Linked DNA regions of Bos taurus: region 1 is linked to region 2. The links are chromatin contacts, called in public Hi-C maps. All regions are on one chromosome and are shown on one strand. Each heading gives the region's core, a stretch centred on a gene start, on an enhancer-like site or on the middle of the called end of the contact. The rest is flanking DNA. Distances are from core to core; before and after follow the strand shown. Region 1 has its middle 14 kb from the start of RPS3. Region 2 overlaps ARRB1 (arrestin beta 1).

Region 1 (7,029 bases), core at 4,002-6,501, 76 kb after region 2:
GGTCTTGCCACAGATGTTAACCAATGCCAAGTTACAAAGTTATGGGGAAAATAGAATACAAAATTGCGTAACTTCTCAACATAGATCAGAGGTGAACTATGGAGAAAAAAAACACACAGTTGAGGGAAAATGTCTAACATGTTCAGGAGGTTTACCTTAGGCAACAGAGCTGTTTCTTCCCCTCTGTTTCTTTTCTCTTTTCCCCCTCATTTCCTGAGAACCATGTCTGTAAAATATTTTTAACTTTTTTTTTTTTGTCTGCGCCACACAGCTTGCAGAATCTTAATTCCCCAACCAGGGACTGAATCTGTGTCCTCAGCAGTAAAAGCACAGAGTCCTAACCACTGGACCACCAGGAGATTCCCAAAACATTTTAAACTTTTAAACCTTTTATGTAATTATACAAGTAAGGCATGAATACATTCTCTTTGGATTGAAAAGAAATTGGACATAGTACAGTGAGGCCAGTCTCCTCTGACCAGCAGTCTGACCCCAGCACCCTGCAGAGGTAACTGCTACACGGGGCTGATGTTGAGCTCAGGTAGAGACACAGCTCCACCTTTGGCTTTGAACTGACCCTGGATAATAGGATGGTGCCCTTATAGGGCAAATAATAGACATGGCCAAGTTGTTTTAAAGTTGGCTGTTTCATTTTACTCAGCCACCAACAAGGTGTGACAGGACTGGTATGAGCCAGCACTTGAGACCACACTTGAAAATGCTTGCCAATAAGCCTGGTTCCAAATAGGAAAAGGAGTACATCAAGGCTGTATATTGTCACCCTGCTTATTTAACTTCTATGCAGAGTACATCATGAGAAATGCGGGGCTGGAAGAAGCACAAGATTCTTCCAGAATCAAGATTGCTGGCAGAAATATCAATAACCTCAGATATGCAGATGACACCACCCTTATGGCAGAAAGTGAAGAGGAACTAAAAAGCCTCTTGATGAAAGTGAAAAAGGAGAGTGAAAAAGTTGGCTTAAAGCTCAACATTCAGAAAACGAAGATCATGGCATCTGGTCCCATCACATCTGGTCCCATGGCAAATAAAAGGGGAAACAGTAGAAACAGTGTCAGACTTTATTTTGGGGGGCTCCAAAATCACTGCAGATGGTGATTGCAGCCATGAAATTAAAAGACGCTTACTCCTTGGAAGGAAAGTTTTGACCAACCTAGATAGCATATTAAAAAGCTCAGACATTACTTTGCCAACAAAGGTCCATCTAGTCAAGGCTATGGTTTTTCCAGTGGTCATGTATGGATGTGAGAGTTAGACTGTGAAGAAAGCTGAGCACCGAAGAATTGATGCTTTTGAACTGTGGTTGTGGAGAAGACTCTTGAGAGTCCCTTGGACTGCAAGGAGATCCAACCAGTCCATCCTAAAGGAGGTGAGTCCTGGGTGTTCATTGGAAGGACTGATGCTAAAGCTGAAACTCCAGTACTTCGGCCACCTCATGCGAAGATTTGACTCATTGGAAAAGACTCTGATGATGGGAGGGATTGGGGGCAGGAGGAGAAGGGGATGACAGAGGATGAGATGGCTGGATGACATCACTGACTCAGTGGACATGAGTTTGGGTAAACTCTGGGAGTTAGTGATGGACAGGGAGGCCTGGCGGGCTGCGATTCATGGGGTCGCAGAGTCGGACACAACTGAGCAACTGAACTGAACTGAACTGAAGATGGGTGAAAAGTATCATTGCCTTGTTTTAATTTGCATTTCCCTTTTTTAAGGGTTTTTTCCAGTTTTACTGAGATGCAGCTGAAATATGACACTGTGTAAGGAAGGTGATGATGTGGGAACTGTATTGCAACTGATATTGCAAAATGATTACCATAGTAAGATCAGTTGAATAGTTACCTTGTGTGTGTGTGTGTGAACTTCTAGGACCTACTCTCTCAGCAACTTTCAAGTATGTGATATAGAATTGTTAACTATAGTTATCACGCTGTACATTACATCCCCAGCACTTTTTTATCTTCTGACCAGAAGTTTGTACCCTCTGACCAACCTCTCCTCGATTCCCCCATCCCCCTAGCTTCTGGCAACCACCTTTCTGTGAGTTTGGACTTTTTGTTTTTTAGATTTCACATATAAGTAAGATCCTCCTGGGGAAGGGCATGGCAACTCACTCCAGTATTCTTGCCTGGAGAATCCCCATGGGCAGAGGAGCCTGGTGGGCTACAGTCTACGGGGTCTCAAAGAGTCCAACATGACTGAGCAACTAAACACACACACATAAGTAAGATCACACAGTATTGGTCTTTCTCTGTTTGGCTTATTTCACTTAGCATAGTGCATGCAAAGTTCATTTATTTTGTCACAAATGGCAGACTTTTCTTCTTTTTATGACTGAAATATACGTATACATATATGCATATCTTCTTTATTCATCCATCGATAGACACTTGGGTTATTTCCTTGTCTTAGCTGTTGTTAATAAGGCTGCAATGAACATGGGCTTACAGATATTTCTTTGAGAGAGTGTTTTCATCTCCTTCAGATTTATCCCCAAAAGTGGATTGCTGAATCATATGGTAGTTCTATTTTTAAGTATTTGAGGAACCTCCATACTGTTTTCCAGAATGACTGTACCAATTTACATTCCCACCAGCTTTGCACAAAAGTTCCCTTTTTCCACATCCTCTCTAACACTCATTATTTATTGTCTTTTTGGTGATAGCCATTTTGACAGGTGTGAGGTGATATCTCATTGTGGTTTTGATTTGCATTTCCCTGATGATTAGTGATGTTGAACATCTTTTCATTGATCTATTTGCCATTTGTATATCATTTTTAGAGAAATATTAACACCAAGACTGAATATCTTCAGGTGTTAGCTTTTATTTTTAGTGAAAATTTTAGTTGATATACATGCACATCATATAGCATTCAAAAAGGAGTAGTCTGAGAAGCCAGCCTCCTTCCCATGTCTGAAGCCCAGCTCTGCAGGCTTATTTTCTGGAATTCCTCCCAGAGATATTCATTTCACATATAAGCATTCACACATAAACCTTTCCTTTTAGTTTTTGCATTCTGCACTCTGAACATTTTCCAAATTCTTCTGCACTTCTCTCTCTCTCTTTTTTTGGAAAGTGGTTCCTCCAGCTGTACGTAGAGCCATGTCATTCTTGTTCATGACTGCATTATATCCTCTCTGATATATTACAGTTTGTTTAAACAGCTTGCTAGTGTTTGACAATTAGGTAGCTCCCAACCTTTTCCTACAATGACTTTCTTGTGCATATATAATTTCTCACATATTGGAGAAATTAATTTGCCGGATTTGTAGGTTGGTACAAATGTAATTGCTGTTTTTGCATTGTTGAAATTTGCTGTTTGACATTGAAATACATTCTTAAATAAATGTGGTTATGTTATACATCATTTTAATGTGCATTTCTTGCTTTTTGTTTTTTTGCTGAAGATTTATTATTTGCTGTTTATTTTACATTTATTTTGGACTACAGAAATGATTTTATACAAAAAGCAAATTTGAGCTATTTTCTTATTTGAGTTACAACTCACAACATCAGCAACACATTTGGCCCAGTAACTGCTAACGAACCTACAGGGCAGTGGTGGTTCAAGAAATTTTGCAAAGGAGTTGAGAGCCTTGAAGATGAGAAGTGCAGTGGCTGGCCATCAGAAATTGACAATGACCAGTTGAAAGCAATAATCGAAGCTGATTCTCTTACAACTACACAAGAAGTTGCCAAAGAACTCAACATCAACCATTCTATGGTCGTTCAGCATTTGAAGCAAATTGCAAAGGTGAAAAAGCTTGATAAGTGAGTGCCTCATGAAGAAGAAAGTCACTCAGTAGTGTCCGACTCTTTGCAACCCCATGGACTATACATACAGTCCATGGAATTCTCCAGCCCAGAATACTGGAGTAGGTAGTCTTTCCCTTCTCCAGGGGATTTTCCTGACCCAGGGATCAAACCCAGGTCTCCTGCATTGCAGGTGGATTCTTTACCAACTGAGCCACTAGGGAAGCCTAGAGTGCCTCATGAGCTGATTGCAAATCAAAAAAATCATCATTTTGAAAGGCATCTTATTCTTTGCAGCAGCGATGAACCATTTCTTGATCGAGTTGTGATATGTGACAAAAAGTGGATTTTATACCACAATCGGCCATGACCAGCTCAGTGGTTGGACTGAGAAGAAGCTCCAAAATGCTTCCCAAAGCCAAACTTGCACCAAAAAGAGTCATGGTCACTGTTTTGTGGTCTGCTGCCAGTCTGATCCACTATAGCTTTGTGAATCCCAGCAAAACCATTACATCTGAGATGTATGCTCAGCAAATCAATGAGATGCACTGAAAGCTGCAATGCCTCGAGCCGCACTGGTCAATAGCAAGGGGCCAATTTTTCTCCAGGACAACACCTGACTGTACGTTACACAATCAATGCCTCAAAAGTTGAACGAATTGGGCTACAAAGTTTTGCCTCATCTGGCATATTCACCTGACCTCTAGCCAACTGACTAGCACTTGAGGATCTCGACAACCTTTTGCAGAGAAAAGGCTATCACAACCAGGAGGAAGCAGAAAATTCTTTCCAAGAGTTTGTTGAATCCCAAAGCTTGGGTTTTTAACCTATAGGAGTAAACAAACATTTCTCATTGTCAAAAATGTGTTGATTGTAATGGTTCTTATTTTGATTAATAGAGATGTGCTTGAACCTAGTTGTAATGATTTAAAATTCACTACCTGAAACCACAATTACTTTCGCACCAATCTGGTATATAATTCCTTAAAAGTGGAATTGCTAGGTCAAAGGGCAGTGTATTTGATGAGTTTCAGGTTGTAACCAAGTTGCCTTCAATATCAATTTACTGTTATGCCATTTTATGGTTGTAAGGAAACTAAGTCATTGTCTTTGATGATAAGAAACCAGCATTCAGAAAACATCCACTATATATCAGGAACCCTTTTTGATAAAAGCACTCATGAATCCTCTGAAGTAAGCGAATTTAAGATTTTTGTTTAGGGTACTGAGGGCATGGCAAGCCACTCCAGTATTCTTGCCTGGGGAATCCCCATGGGCAGAGGAGTGTGGTGGGCTACAGTCCATGGGGTCGCAAAGAGTTGGACATGACTGAGTGACTAAGCGCGAGCACAGCACCAGCTAAGTAGGCAGCAGAGCCGGAAATCAAACTTGTCCAACTCCCTACCGTGGGCCTGGGCCTTGTCACCAGGCAGGAGGCTGACGCCCTGGTATGAGGAACTAGATTCCAGCATAACTCGTGATGTCACGTGACAGGTGACTAGAGGTATGACCCAAACACTTCTGGGAACACAGGCTAAGGAGTGGGGCTGGGCTAGGGGAACGGGCTTTACAGAGGAAAGAGCACCAGGCAGAAACCTGTATGGGAGGTGCTTTCGGGGAAGGAGGAGGGGGCTGTTGGTCAAGGCTGTAGACTGGACCAGGAGGGATCCTTGGTTTGATCTTCACCCTGAGACACTACTGGAATACTCAGAAGGCCCTCATCCTGCATGAGATACTTACCTGGGAGAAAGTAAATACCAGTAGTCATGAGTGGCTATTGAACCCTTGAAATGTGGCTAGTCCAAAAGGAGAAGTGCTATAATAAATAGAAAATACACATCGAATTTCAAAAATTTAATACAAAAATTTTTTAAATTATTGCTTTACAGTGCTGTGTTGGTTTCTGCTGTATAGCAAAAATTTTTTAATTAAGATATCTATAATTTTTATATTAATCATATGTTGAAATGATAACATTTTGGATACATGAGGGTAAATTTTAAAATGTTAAAATTAACGTCACTTGTTCCTTTTTTTCTTGTGTAAAGTGGCTACTGGAAAACTCGCATGTTGGGTTTCTATTGGACAGTGCTGGTCCATAACCTTCCTTTAGGCCCCTGCCTCCCTTCCCCTTCAGAAGAAGCTGTGGGGTCAGTGGTGAGGGTGGTGACGGCTGGCTGGTTAATGTGCTCGGCCTGCCCACTGGGCTTTTTCATTGGGATTTTCCCCACATCTGGGACTCTCCTATGTAAAGAATCCTTAGGGTTAAAGATCCGCCTGCAATGCAGGAGACCACAGGAGACACGGGTTCTATCCCTGCGTCCGGAAGATTCCCCTGGAAGAGGAAATGGCAACTCGCTCCAGGATTCTTGCCTGGAAAATTCCATGGACAGAGGAGCCTGGCGGGCTACAGTCCATGGGGCTGCAGATGGTAGCACAAGACTGAGGGATTAAGCGTCTCTGCGTCCACTTCTGGGCAGCCGCCGGGTTTCCCGTGACCGGCCGGGCTCACTGTGCCCTGCCGCCCTCTAGCGGCTCCTTTCCAAGCTGTTCTGCTCTTCAGCGCCATCCCTTCGATATACTGTGCCGGATTTGGTATCCCGAAATACTTTGTGGTCCCAAAACATTTATTTCACTCACCTACCATCCTGTTTTGATTTTAGCTAATCAAAGTCTTTTCACAGAAGTAATTTAAGAACTATTCTGATCCCTTGTTGTTTAGTTGCTCAGTTTTGTCCGATTCTTTGTGACCCCATGAACCCCATTGGCAGGCAGATACCGACTGAGCCACCAGGAAAGCCCATTCTGGTCCGTAGTTACTGTCTTCTCAATAGGTCTAGGGCTTCCCTGGTGGCTCAGACAGTAAAGAATTTGCCCACAATGCGGGAGACCTGGGTTCGATCCCTGGGTTGGGAAGATCTCCTGGAGGAGGGCATGGCAACCCACTCCAGTATTCTTGCCTGGAGAATCCCCACGGACAGAGGAGCCTGGCGGGCTACAGTCCATAGGGTCACAAAGACTGTCTAAGCACAGCACACACAACAGGTCTCAGTGTGACTAAAATGGAGGCATCCTCAGCTTCTCTTAATTTCCCCAGTTGTGGCTTCTTAATGGTGGAAAATTATCAGTAATGTCTGGAAAGTGATATCGCCTAATTCTTTAAATTCCTGTATATTAATAAGTAATTTTATTTAGCGGGATAAGGTTTCGGCATTAGAAGACACTTTGCTTTGTTGGTAAAATGAATTAATAG
Region 2 (7,036 bases), core at 1,081-3,580:
GACTCGGAGTCAGGCAGAGGTGGTCCCCTGCAGCTCCTCCTGGTCTCTCCCTGAGCCTGGCCTGGGGGTCCTTCACCTGTCCCCCATCATCCAGCCCCAGAACGGCTCTGAGGAATGTTGAGCAGGGAGACAATAAAGGTAGAGACAGAGACCCAGAGACAGAGGGTATTAGAGGAGGGCAGGGAGAGAAGGAGGGAGAGGAAAGGGATGCTGGCCCTGGAGGTGTGACAGTAAAAGACGGAATGAGAGATCATAAAACAAACCAACAAGAGAAGGAGAGATAGTCACAGAGAGACAGAGCAGACACAGAGCCGCAGAGCAGCCACTAAGAGGGGCAGGAGGTCTAGCAGGCCTCCAGGCCAAGGCGGGGTGAGGCCCACAGTGCAACAGCGACAGCAAGTCCTCCCAGAAATAGAGTGAGGTTGTGGCTCTGTGCTGCCTCCATAGCACGCCCCCACCCCCCCATCACTCCCACCCCTTACTTCCGGGGCCCAAGGGACCACTGATGGGTCTGAGCTTGGCTTGCAAATAGAAGCCTAGCATATCCCTCCCCCACCTCCCCTAGGAGTTCTGGGTTTTCTCCTCCTCATAAATATTTATCATTGTTTGGAGTGTGAAGATGCCACAGTCAGCTGAGGCATAATAATTACTAAAGTGAGAAAAAAAAATACAGATGACACGATTTGAACCAACAGCTCCCAAATTAAGGCTGGACCTGCAGAGGAGACCAGGGAAGTGACATGCCACCAAATCCCCGCTGCTTCTAGAAGCCTCAGTCCATCCCTTGGGAGCCCCGGGTCAGAGGGAAAGGAGAGGCCACAAACGCCTGAGGCCACAAAGAACTGAGTCAGGAGAAGCCATCCCAGTGAGCCCTGAGAGGGACTAGGGGCACCCTGGTCACAAGAGACTGGGGGGCAGGGGGCAGCTAGGAGGAGTGATAGGGAAAGAGGGAAGGAAGGCGGGTAAGAAGAAAGTAAGAATTAACATTTAAAAGAAGAAGGAACTAGTATTAGTTGAGTGCCCAATTAATACTTCTCATTACAGCACTGTGAAATGAGCATTATAATTCTTATTTTATGGATAATAAACTTAAGGTTCAGAGAGATGTAGGAATTCTCCCAGAAGCACACAGCAAGCAAGGGCTAATAAGTCAGGATTCAGACCCAGTTCTGCCTGTCTGCCTTCTGACAGTATACAAGGAGATAGGTAATTTTATGTTCAACCCTGCTGCTTTCCTAAAGCAGATGTTTTTATCAGCATCAAGAATAACAGAAAAGAAGGGAATTGACAGGAGGAGGGGGAATTAATGAAAGAGTGAGTAAGGGGCGAGGAGGAGAGTGAAGGTGACCTGGGGCAGGAAGCCCGGCCCGCCCAGCACTGGGGGACGTCCTACTGCTAACTCAGTCCCAGGCCACATCCTCTGGGAGCTGGATGCTGATGGTTTCCTCAGACAACAAAAGCAGCAGCTGCCCGTGCCCTCTAGGCTTGTACACCCTTGTCATGGTCATGTCTCTGAGTATTTTCCCCAGAACACTGCTGTGGATCCTTCCACAATCCCATTTCAGAGATGAAAAAACTGAGGCTCAAAGAGGTGAATGATGGCTGCTTGTCTCCAAAGCCTGTGTCCTTTCCACTCTGTCCCACAGCCAAACCGTCCCTGAAACAACTCCACTGGCTTCCTGACCCTCAACACTGTCAGAAAAAAAGGCCTGTGTAGGGGTGCTTCCAGTTCACCAGGACCCCCACCTGTGCAGCACCTCACAGATGGCTTCTGTCTGTCCACTTTGAAGAGCAAACACAAACATGCAAGACTCAAGTCAAAGGCAAACTTGCAGACTGTGGGATGCCTGGGTTTGGTTCATCCCCAAGTCCCATCTGTGCTCCGCAAGCCTGATCCTCAGAGCCAAAGCTGGGTCTCATACAAGAATGCCAGCGGCGTTCTAGCTGAGTAAGACTCCCTGGAGACAAGGAATAGAAACCCACCAAGCAGAGCTCAAGAAAAGGAGACAGTAAAGAAGTAAGCAAAAATCTCACGGGAAGGATATGCAGGCAGGACGCACGGGGGCTGGAGCCAGGAACAGGGAAGCCATCAACCTCTCAGGCGGCGGCTCTCTCTCTCCACCTTTCCCCCTGGAGACGCATGTTCTCCTGCCTGCGCTGCTCTCCTTGCGGCTGCTCCATTGTCTCTGTGGACCAACTCTCTCTGCTTACTCAGGGCTTTTCTGCCCCTCCATTATTTTGGCTTCCATGTGGCTCTCACTCTGACCCTGTTTCTACTTTGCCTCTGCTCTGCTTCCCACTGTTAACTGGCTGAATGGCCCAATTCCAAATTCCCAGGAGAGGAATTTGATTGGTCAGTTTTGGTCACGTGTCCCATGCCTGGGCCAATCAGCTAGGTGAAGGGTGTGTCATGTGGCTCATCAGGCATGGTCAGAGCAATGTGTTTCAAAGCAGGGGTCACAATCCATTAGTTGACAATGAAATCAACTTATAGAATTGCCACTAGCACTTTTGCTGCTGTTGTTGTTGAATGGCAGGTGGCAAGTAGTAGATATTATTCTATTTACCAATATTCTATCCCCTCTAAGGCTGGGCATATGTGTGGACCAAATTTCTCCAGTCTTGTGAAGTTAGATATGCCCATACAGCTTGCTCTGGCCAACGAAATAGGAACAGAAATGCCATATGTCACTTCCAGGCAGAAGTATTTAAGGGCTGGTGCATGATGACCCCACGCTGTTTATATTCATTTTCTATGGAAGCTACAATAAATGATCACAAATTTAGTGGCTTACAACAGCATAAACTTAGTATCTTACAGTTTTAAGTTCAGAAGTTCACTAGGTTAAAATCATGGGGCTTCCCAGGTAGCTCAGGGGTTAAAAAAAAAAAATCTGCCTGCCAATGCAGGAAATGCAGGAGATGGTGATTTGATTCCTGGGTGGGGAAGATCCCCTGGAGGAGGAAATGGAAACCCCCTCCAGTATTCCTCCATGACTGAGCAACTGAGCATGCACGCACAGGTTAAAATCAAGGTGTTGGCAGGGCTGCATTCCTTTCCAGAAGCTCTAGGAATAAATGTGTTTTCTTGCCCTTTCCACCCACATTCCATGTCTCAAGGCCTCTACCTCCATCTTCAAAGCCAGCAACACCAGGTTAGGTTCTTATCACATTGTATCACTCTGACCTCCTCTTCTGCCTCCCTCTTCCACATTTAGAGACCCACTGCATGAATACATGCAGCTCTCTACTTTAAGATCCACTGATTTTAGGAAACTCAGTTCCATCTGCACCTGTAATTCCCCTTTTGCCACATAATATGACATATTCAAAGTTTCCAAGGATTATGGTGTAAACATTGTTGGTGGGGGCCGGTGGGGGGTGGGGGGGCGGTTCTTCTGCCTATCATGTCCTCTTTCCTCTGTCATTGAAACCAGCAATGATCTGGATGGGAAGCCTTCAGAGACTAAATTCCAGGACTCTCCTGCTAAATGACAGACAGGTAGCATGAGAGAAACCTCTTGAGCCACTAAGATTTGGGGGTTATTTGTAACTACAGCAGACCAGCTTCTCCTGACTAATTTTTTAAAAATTTAAGTATCATTTAGTAAAATTTCTATTTCAGGTGAACTGAGTTACAATGTAAAATGAATATCGTGGTGAAAATTTTTTAATGTTTAAAACCCACTGTTGCAGAGAGCATGCCTAAAACAAACATGCTGTATCAGTGTCTGTGCAGCCTGTTAGATGCTATTTTCTGATTCTGCTGCTTTTCTGTGAGCTACCAGCCCTCCCAAATATTCATTTGTGCCTGTAGGGAGAAGCCTGCATCATAAGGGACCCAGAACAAAGCACCTTCCTGGATAGATTACCCAACATTCAAGAGTTTGTCATTTTGTACAGTACAGCCAAACAATGGAATATTGCATAGCACTTAAATTATGCTTGCATCTTTCGTAACACAGGGAAATGCTTATGATAGAATAGTAAGCAGAAATCAGGAATCAAAACAGTATGTTTGGCATGAGCTCAAATTTATACTCAATAAATATCCAAAAGAAAGAAGACTGGAGGTTGTTAAGATGGCAACACTCCTCAAACTTATCTATGAATTCAATGCAACACCTATAAAAATTCCAGCTGGATTTTTTTGCATTAATTGACAGGCTGATCCTAAAATGTATATGGAAATATAAAAGTGAAGACAAATCTTTTTTTAAATATAATTTTTATTGTAATTATTTGCTTGAGTGTCTCTGTCTCACTTTGCCCTCTTTTTTCATCTGTTTTGTTTTGGCGATACCTTGAGGTATTGTGGATCTTAGTTCCCTGACCAAGGATCCAACCCGTGTCCCCTGCAGTGGAAGAGCAGAATCCTAACTACTGAACCACCAGGGAAGTCCCAAGACAATCTTGGGAAAAAAAAAAAACAAAGTTGGAAGACTCAGACTTCCAAATTCAAAATTTACTGCAAAGATACAGTAACCAAGACTGTGTGATCTTGGCATAAAGACAGACATAGAAATCAATGGAACAAAATTGAGAGTCCAGAATTAAGCCCATATATTTACAGCCAATTGATTTTTAACAAGGGAACAAAGAGAAGACAAGGAGATAAAATAGTCTTTTCAATAAATGATTCTTGGACAACTGGATATCCATATGCAAAAAAATAAACCCCTCAACCTCACACCAGTTCCGTCCCTGCTTGGGGAACTAAGATCTCACATGATGCAAGGCCCAGCAAAAGAAAGAAAGAGAGAAAAGGGAAAAACTATAAAACTCTTAGAAGAAAACATATGTATAAATCTACATGACCTTGGATAAGGCAATGGTTTCCTAGACATGACATCAAAAGCACAGGCAACTAAAAAAAGTAGATAAATTGAACTTTATCAAAATTAAAAATTTTGGAGTTTCAAAGCTCACTGTCAAGAAAGTAAAAAAACAATCCACAGAATGGAGCAAATATTTTCCAATCATGTATCTAGTAAGAGTCTAGTATCCAGGATATATAAAGATCGTATTATGATTCAACAACAAACAGGCAAATAACTTGATCAAAATCAAGCAATGAATTTGAATAGTCATTTCTTCAAAGAAGGTATACAAGTGGCCAGTAAGCACATAAAAAGATGATTAGTCACTGGGGAAATGCAAATTGAAGCCACAACAAGGGGATTCCCTGGTGGTCCAGTGGTTAGGATTCTGTGTTTCCACTGTCAAGGACCCCAGTTCGATCCCTGGTCAGGGAACTCAGATCCCACAAGCTATGAAGCGTGGCCAAACAAACAAACAAAAAAGCCACAGTGAGATATTTCACACCCAGTAGGAGACCTATAATAAAAAAAAAAGGACAATAAACCTGTGTTATCAAGGATGTGGAGAAACAGGAGCCCTCACACATTGCTGGTGGTGCAGTCACTGTGGCAAACAGTCTGGCAGTTCCTCTCAACAACACTGAGCTAACCTATGACCCAGCAATTCCATCCCTAGGTAGAGACCCAAGAGAACGAAAATGATGTCCACACACACAAAAATGTTCATAGTGGCATTATGCATAACCATCATATGCCACCAACTGATGAATATGTTTTTTATCTGTGGCATATATATTCAATGGAATATTATTCAACCATAAAAAGGGATGAAGCACTGATTCATGCTACAACATGGATGAACCTTGAAAGGATCAACATTATATTTTAAGTGAAAGAAGCCAGACACAAAAAGCCATACATTATCTGATCCCATTTATTTGAAATGTCCAGAATGGGCAACTACACAGAGACAGAAAGCAGTTTGGTGGTTGCCAGAGGCTGGTGGGAGGTGGGATGGGAAGTGATTGCCAATGGGTAGGAATTTCTTTTTGGGGTGCTGAAAACTCTGGAATTAGTGGTGATGGTTATACAACCTTGTGAAAATACTAAAAACCCCTAAAACTGCAAATACTATGGTATGTAAGCTATATCTCAGTTTTAAAAACAAACTCAATAAATGAATATAAGGAAAGGAAATGTGCCCAAATGTTAACAGGGGTTAAAGAATACTCCATCTGTCCACCCACTCACTCCTTTATATCCCTTATTTTTCCATGTTGTACAATGAGCACCAATTACTTCATAAAGATACAAGGCTTCCCTAACAAGATACGCCTCATGTCTTAATGAAAAAATATTGTAAGTGAAGTAGAGAAAATACGGATCCTATCCATCCATCCATTCTGAATGGATGTTAGAATCTCTGATATTGCAACTTTACAATCCCGAGTCCATGTCTCTGTGATTCCTCGGACCCTTCCCCAGACCCGCTGTGTCGGCTGTTACAACTGTGCACCATGCCTTCTCCTCAGTGTTCTCCTTCTCTGACTTCCCCTAAGTCAGGATTAGATGTACCCTGACTCCCACACCCGGTGCGTCCCCATCACAGCATTTACACACTGTAAAATCTGTTTACTCGCCCTGCGCTTCCCTTACAAAACTTATATGAGAGTGGAGGCCTTATTTATGACACTGGATCCCTGGGGACACAGCATGATGCCTGGGCCAAGGAGGTGCTCAGTAAATAAATACAGGTGGAATGTTCTTGAATGAATGCCCTAAGAGAGAATTAGTCAAGAATGAGGATGAATGAAGTTTCAAAAGGTGGTGGTAAGGATCCTTTGCCCTGGGTGAGAGGACTCCATAGATTTCTCCTATCGATGCTTCTCTTTGGCTGTCAGGATCAATAGGCACTGGGTTTAGAAAATACTTCATAAGGGCAGGGTCTCAGCCAGCATCAGGGTGAGCCAGGAAGATAACTGATACATCCAAATGGGCCTCTGCTCAGCTCTGACCAATGACTCTTCCATTTATCATTCACTTATCCAGTAAACATTCACACACTCCTACCACTGCCAGGCTCTGCAGGCACTAAGATGAATAATTCATGGTCACTGCTGACAAAAAACTGTGGTATAGCCAAGTGAGACAAACCCATCAACCACAACGGCCACCATGCATTAAGCTTTCACTGTAAGCCAGGTGCTTTGCTAAGA

Evidence for each region. A called contact is a pair of places that touch in the nucleus more often than the background predicts.
Region 1: a Hi-C map of blastocyst shows a contact between it and region 2, with 3 times the contacts expected there. The contact joins two enhancer-like sites. A contact is called at or near these places in 3 of 11 Hi-C or Micro-C datasets (blastocyst, skeletal muscle and an unstated tissue).

What each region holds. Positions count from the first base shown.
Region 1 is chr15:54,575,745-54,582,773 of ARS-UCD2.0, forward strand. No RefSeq gene overlaps it. Among named protein-coding and RNA genes, the nearest start is that of RPS3, 14 kb to the right of the region's middle. Within about 2 kb of position 5,252, at least 19 of the 102 cell types and tissues checked have an H3K27ac peak or open chromatin away from gene starts, as enhancers often do. A contact at or near this core is called in blastocyst, where this site is marked.
Region 2 is chr15:54,502,966-54,510,001 of ARS-UCD2.0, forward strand. The region is part of intron 1 of ARRB1 (arrestin beta 1); the gene reads right to left. Among named protein-coding and RNA genes, the nearest start is that of MIR326, 31 kb to the right of the region's middle. Within about 2 kb of position 2,331, at least 3 of the 102 cell types and tissues checked have an H3K27ac peak or open chromatin away from gene starts, as enhancers often do. A contact at or near this core is called in blastocyst, where this site is marked.